Linked DNA regions of Mus musculus: region 2 is linked to region 1. The links are chromatin contacts, called in public Hi-C maps. All regions are on one chromosome and are shown on one strand. The core of a region is the stretch at or near the end of the contact, and the rest is flanking DNA. Distances in the headings are between cores, read along the strand shown.

Region 1 (6,627 bases), core at 2,055-4,554:
TGGCACTGGAAAGAGACGCATTTGTTTAAATGATTGCCCTTCTGAGCAAGGAGGGAGTAGGTGGAGCTGAGCCTGGAGCTGCTTCTACTCGGAGCTGCTGCTGACATTCAGTCTTCAACCCATGTCAGAAGGTTCCTTTCAGGAAATGGATCTGAGGGTGCAAATAAACATGCAAATCTTTCTGTGCCCTCCAGGAGCCTCAAGTAAGTGGGTGAAAATCAGACTCTGAGGGGTCTGACCTGTAGAATGACTAGTTTCAGGCAGATACTGTAGGTTATTACCAATACAGACACTAAGAAGCACACAGCAGCTATACGTAGGTATCATCTCAATCTACTAAGTGATGTTGAATAAAGCTGGGAAAAGACTCAGAGTTGAGTTGTCTTGTTGTTTTTTTGAGACAGGGTTTCTCTGTGTAGCCCTGGCTGTCCTGGAACTCACTCTGTAGACCAGGCTGGCCTCGCACTCAGAAATCTGCCTGCCTCTGCCTCCCAAATGCTGGGATTACAGGCATGCACCACCACTGCCCGGCTCCTTAGTTGAGATTTGAACTTTGTTTTCTCATGTTTCATTTATTTCTATGTGTGTGTGTGTGTTTGTGCTCATGCACAGCGCACATATGGAGGCGAGCGGTCTTCTTGGAGTTCCCTCTCTGCTTCTACCATGTAGGCTCTGGAGTTTAAAGCCAGGTCACCAGGCTTGTTGGCAGATAGCACCTTTACTCTGAGCCACCATGCTGTCTCACTAGCTTGAGATCTGGACTTCAATCAGGAAATGAGGATTAAAACTAAAATTTAGCTGGGCAGTGGTGACGCATGCCTTTAATCCCAGCACTTGGGAGGCAGAGGCAGGCGAATTTCTGAGTTTGAGGCCAGCCTGGTCTACAGAGTGAGTTCCAGGACAGCCAGGGCTACACAGAGAAACTCTATCTCAGAAAAAAAAGAAAAGAGTAAAAGTTAATATTCTGAGCTTTCTCAAGAAATACTTGAGTTTTTGTTTTGTTTGTTTGATTGTTTGAATAATTATTTGTTTTCAAGACACGGTTCCTTTGTGTACCCCTAGCTGTCCTGGAACTCATGTAGTAGACCAGGCTAGAGTGGAACTCACAGAGATCTGCTTGCCTTTGTCTCCTGAGTGCTGGGATTAAAGGCCTACCACCTGGCTTTTTTTCTATTTTGAAATCATGTCAAAAATATTAATAATGATTCAAAACCCTTTAAATTCTGTTTTCTAAATTGTCAAAACTTTGTTTTGCATCTGGATTTGGTGTGCACACTATGAATTCCATCACTCATACTCAGGATGCAGAGGCAGCTGGATCTCTATGAGTTCAAAGCCAGCCTAGTCTACACACTGAGATTCTGTCTCAAACAACAAAATTCCAATATATATATATATAGGGGTTTTTTTTGTTTTGTTTTTTTGTTTTTTGTTTTTTTTGAGACAGGGTTTCTCTGTGCGGTCCTGGCTGTCCTGGAACTCACTCTGTAGACCAGGCTGGCCTAGAACTCAGAAATCTGCCTGCCTCTGCCTCCAAGTGCTGGGATTACAGGCATGTGCCACCACTGCCTGGCCAAATTTTTTTTTTATTTTAAATTAGAATTAATTTATTATAGTTCAGGAAGTTACGTGTAGCCCGGATTTGATATGTGTTACCCATAAAACCTTATATTTATACTGACATCGAAATGATTTCGTGTAGCTGGACATATATTAACATTATAGATTCATGGATGTATTATTAGTATTACTATTACAGATCTGATCCTAAGGTCTCTGCTGCTAGGGACTAGGGAATGACAAACGTATTCAAAAGTTAATTAAAACTCACTAGCAAGCTGGGCGGTGGGTGGTGGTGCAAGCCTTTAATCCCAGCACTTGGGAAGCAGAGGCAGGCGGATTTCTGAGTTCAAGGCCAGCCTGGTCTACAAAGTGAGTTCCAGGACAGCCAGGGCTACACAGAGAACCCTGTCTCGAAAAACAGCAACAACAACAAAAAAACTCACTGGCCTGGCCCAGATGGGACAAGGAAGTGAAAAAGAAATCAAACTGCCTATTAGCACCAAATTTGAAGTAACAGTAAGGGCCTATTTTATCACAGATTTTCAAAGTGCGGAGGAAACATAAAACGGGGTTACTGTTAACCTTTTTCTCAATGCAAGGTCTGTTTCTACTGTACATAGGTTCAAGTAGTATTTCTATTATGCCCTGCGTTCCAGTCCAATTGGCTATATCTGGTTGTGAAAAGCTCATAAATCTTTCACCACCACTAGGTGGAGAATCAGACACCTGTCTCGGGGAGGCGGGCTTGTGAAATGAAACAAAACTAGAAAAAGATAGCTGGATAGTTCAAGAGCTCCAAAGGCACTTTAGAGGACGCTGAGGTCTCCGGTCCTAAATAAGGGTGTCTAGTAGCCTAAATTTAAGGTTCCAATCCCATCCCCCAAAGCCACGCACTCACTTCCTTAGCAGGGGACTGCAGAACCTTTCTGAAAACGGGCTTCGTGCAAATAAAGGACGTCAAGAGTCCACCGTATACGAATTCCTGCAGTCTCCAATATCCAAAGATAGTGCACTGAGGGAAGTCACATAGGACTGGATTTTCCACCTTCATTTACCACCTTCTAACCCTCCAGGCTAAAGGTACTTGTCTATCTTTTGCCACTCTCCTCCTCTTCAGTTTTTTTCATTTCTACGCTTGCATTGAAAGCTGCCATAAGCATAATACAGAACAGGGTGCGAGGAAGTTTCTTAAAAACCTCTTTTTTTTTTTTTTTTTCCTAGCTTCTCAAAGCGTCCCCTTTAAGGAACCAGGCCCACCTCTTTCTCATCCACCTACTGGCTTTCCTTTCTGCCTGTCACTCTACCTTTAAGAATATTTCCTGTTCTTTCAACCCAACTTGCACACCTCCGCCCCCCGGCCTTGGTCATTGGGCCGCCCGAGGCCTGTTCCCTCCTAGCTTTTCCCTCCTTCTCCTCCCGCCCTCCAGCCTAGCGCAGCGGAATCCCGGCTTCTGACTGGCCACGGTGGCAGCCTCCCCAGCACCGGATTGGCCGGCCGGTTGGTCGGGGCGGGAGCGAGGCGCATCCAGGCTAGGCTGTGCGCGTGCCGAGCGGCGGCCGCGGGAGGGGCGGGAGGGGCGGGGGGAGGGGGGCTGGGAAAGTTGAGGCCGTGCTGCCGCCGGGTCTCCGGCCTCGAGGGCTCGGGCTCGCTGCGGCGGCGGTGGCCGCGAGGAGAGGCGGCGGGGGCGGGGGGAGAGGAGGGCCCGGGCCCGCGCTCCCCCAGCCCCGCAGAAGCAGGGGGCGGCCGCGGACCCAGAGGCTCGCCTAGACGGCCAGACACCGCTGCCTTCCGCTCCTGGGACCATGACCCAGGCGGGGGTCGCCGCCGCCGTGGCCCGGAGCGCGTCACCGGCGGGTGAGTGGCCGCGGGAGGGGGCGCTGACAGCCGGGACCGCGGCTGCGGGGGCGGCTCCGGGGGGCGGCCCCGGGCTCAGCTCCACCCACCCCCTCCTAGCCGCGGGAGGTGAGGGCTAGGCTGAGTGCCCCTCGTTCCTGGGGTCCCCAGAACTCCCCACCTATCCCGGGGCGATCGCTCTCTTCACTCCGGCATGCTCGCACCCTGGGTGCCAGGCCTGAGGGAGCTCGCCCTGCTCCCGGTGCGCGCCGGCGGACAGAGGCCCCATGCTGTCCTGGGTGCATAAAGAGCTGGGCAGCCAGGTCCCCACCGGGTGGCCTTTGCTAGCCTCCTTCACCTTTTGCCATCCCTTCCATCTCTTTACTTGTCTTCTGACTTTCCTTCTGATCCACTCGTCAAACTCGCTGCTTGCTTTTGTAACTTTCACCTCTGTGTCGGAGAGTTAGGCTGACGTTTTCTTTTTAGAAGCCCATCTTTTTGCTTCTGAATAGCACTGGTCCATGCGAATGGCATTCTTGTCCGATTTCAAATTTCCTGAACAAGCATGAGGTTTCTGGACGCTTGGCTGAGGTTGGGCATTTTGGGGATAGAGTTCTCTTCTCTCTGTGGGGTCTTTTTTGCTTTTATTGACCTCATCTGTAGATAAGAGACCACAAAAAACTAACTGCCAAAACCAACTAATGTTCAGATAACATTTTACCACTAAGTTGAGTGAATTAACAAACATGATAGGTCTGGCCGACTTTATGGGTAACAGTGGCAGAGTCTTAAAGGAAACTTTGATGAGTAAGTGGACCCTGCAGTAGCTTTTCCCCATGGCCAGTCAGATCTGCTCTTTGCAGGGCCGACAGTTTCCTCGGTGACCTTTTCCTTTCCCTCAGAACACTTGACTTGCTGTATGGATACTATGTTTCCATTTGCTTGGGAAATACACAACGTATTTGTTGCAAACTGAGGAAGATTCATTGAGAAGCCAAGAGTTGTGAATGAAAGCTGTATCAAGAAGCATGCCAAAGGCCAACAGCCACTTGTGACCCAGAATGAACATAAAAGTGGTCCAACCCAAAATTGAAAACATATCCAATCCCTTGAGGGTTTCTTTTTTTCCTTTCTTAATTTCATTGTATGGTTCCAGAGAGTGAACCTTGTAAAGACAAGTTTGTGTCACAATGTCAAAAGGTTGGGCAGTAGTCTAAACATTATGACTTTTGTATAGATTAGCTTTAGTAGTTTGGTGATTGTAGTAGTCTGTGCATTGATGAAATGTAGAACTCTTTTGATACAAAAGCATTTCCATTCAGTGTGGTAAGGGCCACCTAGAATAGTTATTTTCTACCCTAGTCGTCTATAGAACATCACAGAAGTTTTTTTAAAAAAGATTTTACAGTGAGCTAGTTTTGTATGAAACACACACATGTGCGCGCGCACACACACTTGCACATGCACATGCACGCACTGTTTAACTCCAGCTAGAAGAGAAGCTTCCACAGATAGCAAGCTTGGAACCCCTGGCAGTAAAGCCAGGTCTTAATGTTATCTCACGCTGTTCCTTCCTGTGGTCAAGCCCAATGGTTTCTTAACTGGATTGTTTGTTACAGTCACCTTCCCAGACTTTACCTTTGATCTGGAGGGAGGCAGGCTGTGGTATACCTCTTAAAACTCTCCAGGCTATTCTGCTCAGCAGCCAGGGCTGAAAATTACCTTAAGCTTGGTACAATGTCCAGGCTGTTCTGCTTGTATTCCAGGGTTTTCCTTGGCAAGCCTTAAGTTGTGTATTCAACTTTTGCCCCACAACCTTCCATGTGAACCTTTGGACCCCACTCAGATAATGCAATTTAGATCCCTGCTGTTGCTAACTTGGGTGTTTCTCCTCTATATCAAGTAATTGTAGTGACAGATCCCTTAAATATGAAATCTTTGGTATGTAAGTGCACATATACCGTGAGTGTGTGTGTGTGTGTGTGTGTGTGTGATAAAGGATCTCTCGTTGCTCCTAGGCTGACTTTGAATTTGTAGCGATCCTCAGGCTTTTATCTCCCAAGTGCTGGAATTACAGATGTGTGCCCTCATACCTCACACCAAGAATAGTTTTAGATTTTAAAAATTACATTATTGAGAGGGGGGGTGGGTCTGCATTTGCAGTATATAGATGCGGGGTCAGAGGACAACTTGAGAGACAGTTTTCTGCTGTGTGGGATTGGACTCAACTTGGCAGGCTTGGCAGCAAGTACTTGGTGAGCCATCTTACCAAGCCAACAACAAATTTTGTTTTGTTTTGTTTTGTTTTGTTTTTCGAGACAGAGTTTCTCTGTGTATCTTTGGCTGCCCTGGAATTCCATGGGTAGACCAGGCTAGCCTTGATCTCAAAGATCCATCTGCCTCTGCCTTCCAAGTGCTGGGATTAAAGGTGTGTGCCACCACCACCCAGATGAGTCTATTTTTGTTGGTGGTTCTTATATAGTTTCAAGTTTGATTTTTTTTATTAGATATTGTCTTCATTTACATTTCAAATGCTATCCCAAATGTCTCCTATACCCCCTCCCCTGCCCTGCTCCCCTACCCACTTACTACCACTTCCTGGCCCTGGCGTTCCCCTGTACTGAGGCATATAAAGTTTGCTAGACCAAGGGGCCTCTCTTCCCAATGATGGCCAACTAGGGCACCTTCTGCTACATATGTAGCTAGAGACACGAGTTCTGGGGGTACTGGTTAGTTCATATTGTTGTTTCACCTATAGGGTTGCAGATCCCTTCAGCTCTTTGGGTACTTTCTCTAGCTCCTCCATTGGGGGCCCTGTGTTCCATCCAATAGCTGACTGTGAGCATCCACTTCTGTATTTGCCAGGCACTGGCAAAGCCTCACCGGAGACAGGTCAAGTTTGACAACTTTGAATTGGACAATCAGTTTGGGGTTGGGGGAGGGGTTATCCTAGATGAGGCTAATTCTCCCAATGATCATTAGTTGCTGTAATTTTTTTTGTATAGGGATGGGAACATGATGAGATTTTCTTCCTTCCACATTAGCATGTCCATTGAGATCACCATTGTTCTGATCTGGGTTTTGCAGCCATTTCTAAGAGAGACCATTTCACTGCCATCTGCTGATATTCTGGTTCTTATGATCCTTCCTACCCCTCTTCCATGATGTTTCCAGACCACAGATGCAGGAACTGTGGTGGAGATGCACCTGCTGGGGCTGGGCTCCCCATA
Region 2 (6,627 bases), core at 2,085-4,584, 37 kb after region 1:
TATTGATTCTTACCCCTAACTGTTGTATGGGCTTTCCCCGGAAATTTTCTTCAGTTTTTGTGGGCCCCCACCCCCCATTCACTCTTTCCCCTTTCATTTAGGTATTTTGTCTAAATGATAATGTTGAGCCTTTTTATTTAAATGCTTAGTGACATAGGAGATTTCGTTTGTTTGCTGCTTGCTTCATACTTGAGAATGAGGCACCCAGAAGCCAGTCAAAGTTTCCCTGCCCTTTTAACTGTATTCCTGAAGAACCCTATGGTAGTGTGTTTCAGTGCAACTGCCCCTCCCCCAGCTTAGGAAATCACTGACCCTGGTGGCTGCCACCAGGACTGGAGCTCTATTTCCTGTCCACAATTCACATGCTTCCCCTGGGGTCACCTTGCAAAAAAATGACCTGAGAGATTTGTAGGCCAGGTGTGGGCATTGTGGGGAATGTGGATATGTGTGGAGGTGTCTTAAAGATGTCACTGGACCGCTTCCCCTGGGGAGTGGCAAAGGACCCTCCATCTATGTCTTGGGGACACTCAAGGCAGACTAGGGCTGAGGCAGCAGTTCCAGCTACCTGTTGGGTACAGGGCCAGAACTGGCTTGTTGGTGCTGTTCTCCCAATTTTCCAAGCCTCCGTTCCCTACTTTGCCAAGTGGAAACAAATATGCATCGTCCTCTGGCTCTTGGAGCTTAGTGCCTTGGGCAACCTCATCTTCTTCCTGGGATGTACTGCCTCACTTCCCACCCCTTCTTGCTCTAAGAGGCCCTCTGAGCCTGGCCTTGGTACTCACCCTGTCTTGAGGCAGTGCTATAAGAGAAAAGTTTACTCTTATGGATGAGACGGGTGGACAGGGCTATTCAGGTGGGATGCTGATCCAGCGACCAGCACCCAAGCCTGTGCCGCTCATAATGCTTTCCTTATGGAGTTCGTCTGGCTTTCCAGATACAACCCTGAACCACTCCCCAGATCACACGAGGGGGAGGGGTGATGCTTCCTTGGTGTCTGGTTGCCCTGTCCCTGACTCAAGGATAGAAAAAGGGCCTCAAGCTAGGCCACACAAAGCAGTTACACCAAGGGCATCTCTTCCCATCCTCTAGTCCTAGAGGCTTGTCTGACCTGAAGGACACACAGACACAACACCAGGTTTCACCCACTCAAAAGGACTAAAATTCAACCATCCTGGCTTTCAGCCTGGGTGTGGTAGAGACCTGTTCTTAACTTTGAGACTGGCTTTAAGATGTCTGCATAGCCCTAACCTCATACTCCTCCAGAAGAGGGGTCGAAATACTTATTTTAGGGAGAAAGGTTGGAAGAAAAGAGAGAATTTACTAATGAAAGAACTAACAGCTTTTTATAAAACTAATCAAATATGCTTGAGTTTGGCCCTAACTGTTTGTTTGGTTTTCCCCAGGAAAGCCTCTGTCAGTCTCTTCTGTAGGAGTAGAAATGGTGAAGGAGGGTGTGAGCTTGCTTGCTGGAGTTCTGGCTGCTTCAGGGACAGGGCTGGAGGTCCTGGAACTACATGTAGCACATAGCATTTGCTTTGCCTTGCTAGACTCAGGAGCCTTCTCTTGACTAGTTGGAACAACTGTCCCAAAGGTTGAAATTTTCAAGTTCAAATTTCAGAGAAAATAAATTTGCTTTGTATGGTTAAAGCAGGAAAGAAGTTATCCCATTGGCTGAGGATATGGGTATGGGAGGGACCTGGTATCACTGCTCCTGGAGGCTTCTCATCCAGCCCCTTATTGGCACCCTCCTCCAGAAGGACCATAGCGGTTGCTTCTCCATGATGAAACTTGCGGGATGCCAAGACTGGATCAGCTTGCTCTTCCACATTTCCTTCCTTGACACTTCAGTCTCCTTTCATCCCTACCGAGTGGATTACATTTCTATAAATGCGTAAGACTTTTTGTTTGCTTAAGTTTTTGTTTTGTTTCATGTTTTTAAAAATAGACTGCCCCTGATTTCAGGAGCCTGGGTCAGGAGCTACAAGGGCCTGGCCACTCAGTACATGTTGGAAGCTGCCTAGTAAAATCTTACCTTCTACCTACTCCTAGCTTTCATTCCTGGTTCTTGTAAGTTCTTGAGGAAAGGAAATCGTAACTATTTCACTTTTTAGCATCTAGTATGTGCAGAGGAAGTCAGGATTTGGTCCCTGAGCAGAGCAGCTAGCAGGTTGTTGTGTTCCCTGCCTGCTGTCCGAGTAGGGCAGGTAGCTGAGCATGATCAGGTCCTACTGTAATTCTGATTCTTGTCTTAAGGAAGGACAGTATTAGTTTTCTCTTTCTGATTTTGCAGTACTGGGATTTGAAACTAGGGCTATACATACTACATGGAAACTCTACCACTGAGCTACACCTCCAGCCCCTGGTTTATTTTTCAAGTAAAAGAAATCTTTTCTAGTTTCCTAGGTATGCATATTGGGTCTCTGTAGTGACTCAGTCAAAGGAACCCAGAACTGAAGTTTATAGAATCAAACCACTTCGTCACAGCAGTGACTACATGAGAGAGCAATAAAGGCCTGGCGATATTAATACTATGCACTTTGGAGTGGACATTAGTCAATCGCAACCACATGCTTAGTAGTCAAAAGAAAGAAAATTGAAGTGACCAGTGGGTAGCTAAAATGCTTCTTAGTAATAAACTGGCAAGTAAAAGAAATAGTCATTAGAGAGTCGAGGCCAGATGAAATCCTTGAGTGTCCTCTGCTGTGCCCACCTTATTCCTTTGAGACAGGATCTCTCGATGATCCTGGAGCTCACAGGTTTTTTCATTTTATTTGATGGGTTTTGTTTTTGGTTTTGGCTAGACTGGCAAGCAGCAAGCCCCAGCAATCCTGTCCTCTTTGCTCTTCACCCTCAGCACTGGGGTTGCAGGGCCACATGTGCAGATTCTAGGGATCCAAGGTCAGGGCCGCATGCTTGTCAGCACTCTTACCCACCAAGCTGACTCCCCCGCAGCTCTGTCTGGATTTTTAAGGAATATAATGGCATAGATTATTTCTGGAAGGATACGCATGCAACTTCACAATGATTGCTGTAGGACAAGGTCTGGAGAGCGAGAACATAGAGAAATGTTACTTTTCAGTGTTTATCCCTTCATATTAATTATATTTTGCCACATACACATAATGTTTTTATTCTCTGTGTGTGTGTCTTTATGTGCTATGTTCATGTGTGCTATGTACACACGTGTGGAGACAGGATCAATGTTGACTGTCTTCCTTGGTTGCATTCCACCCTATTTTTCTGAGTCTTGCTCTTACACTGAACCTGGAATTCAATGATTCAGCTAAACTGTCTGACTGGTGAGCTCCAGAGATCTGCCTATCTCGGTCTCACAATGGTAAAATTATAGACATGTTCTGCCACGCCCCATGCTGGTGGTCTAAACTCAGGCTCACACTTGCATGCGAGTGCTTTCCCGACTGACCCATCTTCCAGCCCCCACATTGTGTTTTCAGTCTTAAAGTTCATTAAGACCGTGGCACTGGAGAGATGGCCTGCTGCTCTTGGAGAGCACCCAAGTTCTGATCCCAGCACCCAGCAGGCTCACAGCCACCTCTGACTCCATCTTCTCAGGATCCAGTATCCTCTTCTGAGCTCTGTAGGCACCTGCACATGGAACTGTCCCCCACACAAAAGCACGTGTCTACACACAGTTAGAAATAAGCCTTCAAGTGCTCTGATAGAAAATGTAACCTTTAAAAAGAGTTTAGAAATGGGATCTAGTGAGAGCACGGCACCAAAACTCAGTCAAGTGATAGTCCTTTCTCAGCCCAGTTTTTAAGGTACTTTGCAGTTGTGGTTATCAGTGCAGTAATACTGAGAAGCCCCTCCCTCTGTGGCCTCGTTTCCAGTTAGTCTTTTCAGTATGCCTCATCCTTCAGCCCTGTCCTCCCACACACCAGGGGCATCCCTGCCTGGATGCCTTTGCTTTCTGAGCTGTGATCTGCATCTCTTCCTCCAGACAGCCTCAGGGGATGCTTCGCCCTCTTCAGGTTTTACTTGGGTGTCACTTTACCAAGAGCTCCCAAAGCTCCCTCTTCAAAAGCAATAAGAGTCTCAGGACAGGCTCCAGTAAGAAAGTGTCATAGAGCCAGTGACTTAAGAAAAACAAAAGCTTAACCTGGCAGTTGTGGAGGCTGAGAAGTCCAAAACAAAGATTCCAGCCTGTGGGCTGTACACATGACTCCACAGTTTAAGTAGGAGCTCCTCTTGCAGAGGACCTAAGCTGGCTCTCAGTGCCTCTGTCAGGCATCTCTCTACTCCAGACCACTGGGATTCAACACCTCCAGCCTCCTCGGGCACTCATGTGCTTAAACCCACACAAAAACACAAAGATCATTAAAAATAATAAAATCTTAAAAACTAAAAATTTTCTAGTCCTAATTATGTACAGAGAGAAAGATCACCACACTTCTCTTTTTGAAATAATAAATTATTGTTTATGTATATGTGTGAGTTTGTGTACCCTGGGTAAATGCAAGACATTGCAGAGCCCAGAGAGGTTGTTGGAGCCAATGCACTGGAGCTACATGTGATTGTGAGCTCCATATGAGTACTAGGAGCCAAATCTAGGTCCTCTGCAAAAGCAGTAAGTGACCTTAACTGCGAAGCCACCTTTCCAGCCTGTCTCTTCTTATAAGGGTGCTAACTGCATCGCAGTGTTAGCTGGTGAACCATCTCTCCATCTCTCCTTCTTCTTGTAAGGGTGCTTGATCCGACTCAGGAGGGCAGAGCTCTCTCAGACTTCAGCTCCACATGCCAGCACATCACAGAGCAGAAGCTGTACGTGTAAATTGGGCAGAATGTCACAGACGTTCAGTTCACACTGCCAGTACAGGCTCCTTCCGTATCGTCCTTGGTTTGCCTTTGGACTGCTTCTTGTGTGTCATGCAAAAATCTTTTCACCCAATTTTGTGTGTGTGATTTTGGGTTTTGTTTTCTGATGGTGTGTGTGTGTGTGTGTGTGTGTGTGTGTGTGTGTGTGCGCGCGCGCGCGCGCGTGCATGTCATTCTTCAAGGCATCTTGGCTTTATTTGTATTGTGTGTGCAAGCACGCCTGTGTGTGTGTACTTGCCTGTGCATGTACACGTGAAGGCCAGAGTACACTTCTGGTGCTGTTCCTTCTGCTATGCCTTTACTTTGTTTACTTTTTAGCTTGGTTGGCCTAGAACTCAATGTAGACAGGCTGGCGTTGAACTCAGAAAGCTTCTTGCTTCTGCCTCCTAAGTGCTGGAATTAAAGATGTGGGAACCACACTCATGCCTTCCACTTTACTTCCTGAGATAGGATCTTTCACTAGCTTGAGGCTCACCTATTGGATTAGGCTAGCTGTCTCCACCTTCCCAGAGCTGGAATTATAAGTGCATGATACTATACATTGCTTTTAAAATTTATCTTCAGCAAATTGAAGTCAGTTCTTCATGCTTTTGCCTATATTCCTAGATCCTAGAACTGAGTCTGACACATAGCAAACGGTTAGTTGCTTAATAGATATATGAACAGTAGATTTTGAACTTAGTATCTAATTTGTATTTTTAAAAGTTGCGTATCACATGTAATAAAGCTATCACATTTTACAAGTCTTCTTACAGGTGTTACCTTTTATTGAAATGCTGAAATTGTTACTTTTCTGTTGCAGAGCAAGAACATGATCCTGGACCAAGCCTTTAAGTACATAACGGAGCTGAAGCGGCAGAACGATGAACTCCTGCTCAACGGAGGGAGCAGCGAACAAGGTGGAGACTTGGCCGAGTCTTGCTGTCTCCTGTTTGTGTTGCAGTGACATGCATTGAGGACATGGAAAGCTCCCCCAACCCTCAACTCAGAATAGGCTTGCCTTCAAGCACCGCAGGAGAAAGCATTGCAAATGAGATCATTGTAGCTGAACGCCTCTCCTTCCTCTGTGGTTAATTTTAATCTTGTACAAACACGTAACTTCAGTGTTGATTACTTCTGGGTATTTCATGTTGGTCTAAGTCATGGACCTAATGGTGTTAAATCTCCGCTGCTCCACTTGGATCTTGCAGTTAGGAGGCTCTCAGAAGATGACTCACAGAGGAGCTGTGTTCATGGTGACTTATAAACAACATTAGAGGATAGATCTGGGCCAGGTTTTAACAATGCATTGACTCAGAAGATCAAGTATTCACATCATAATTGGTTGCATTACTATAAAGTGTATATTGAGCTGCCAGGTCATTTAAAATACTTGATTTTTAGGTGTATCTTTCTGTGCTGTGGGTTGTGAGTTTTCCACCAGCGTTGGTGAGAAGCTGAAAGGAAATGCTTCCAGCCAGTGTAAAGCTCAGGGTGGGAGGCCGGTTGGGTGGCCTTTATTATGGCTCTGAAAAGAACAGAGGGTTTCATGTGACAAACCTTAAAAGGAAGAGTAGACCACCTTAAAAGGAACAATATTTTACTAATTTGGACAGTGCTGTGCTACACTGCTTGCACTGGGCAAGAATAGTATTGGAAACCCTTCCAGGAGGGCGGCATTCAGAACTCTTCCCTACACTCAGTTAAAAAGCTGCTTTCCTATGGCAGCTCTCTTTTAATGATGCAGACTACCCTTGTGGGTGCTTCCATCAGACAGCTAGATATAATGGTATTTGCAACATTGTGAAGTAC

What was found. A called contact is a pair of places that touch in the nucleus more often than the background predicts.
Region 2: a contact with region 1 is called in a Hi-C map of Th1 cells, with 2.1 times the contacts expected there. The contact joins the enhancer-like site here to the promoter of Usf3 in region 1. A contact is called at or near these places in 2 of 39 promoter capture datasets (the 3T3-L1 cell line and hippocampal neurons), 1 of 15 datasets of contacts at CTCF or cohesin (CD8 T cells), 13 of 484 Hi-C or Micro-C datasets (Sertoli cells, Th1 cells, bone marrow-derived dendritic cells and 10 more), 6 of 115 datasets of contacts at active chromatin or transcription factors (CD8 T cells, the SCID.adh cell line, bone marrow-derived macrophages and 2 more) and 2 of 9 other capture datasets (liver and pancreatic islet).

What each region holds. Positions count from the first base shown.
Region 1 is chr16:44,170,093-44,176,719 of GRCm38.p6, forward strand. Usf3 (upstream transcription factor family member 3) reads left to right here and starts at 3,305. Exons shown (of 8, transcript NM_001029889.2): 1 at 3,305-3,418.
Region 2 is chr16:44,207,002-44,213,628 of GRCm38.p6, forward strand. Usf3 (upstream transcription factor family member 3) reads left to right here. Exons shown (of 8, transcript NM_001029889.2): 7 at 5,639-5,735. Among named protein-coding and RNA genes, the nearest start is that of Usf3, 37 kb to the left of the region's middle. Within about 2 kb of position 3,335, at least 21 of the 459 cell types and tissues checked have an H3K27ac peak or open chromatin away from gene starts, as enhancers often do. A contact at or near this core is called in Th1 cells and granulosa cells, where this site is marked.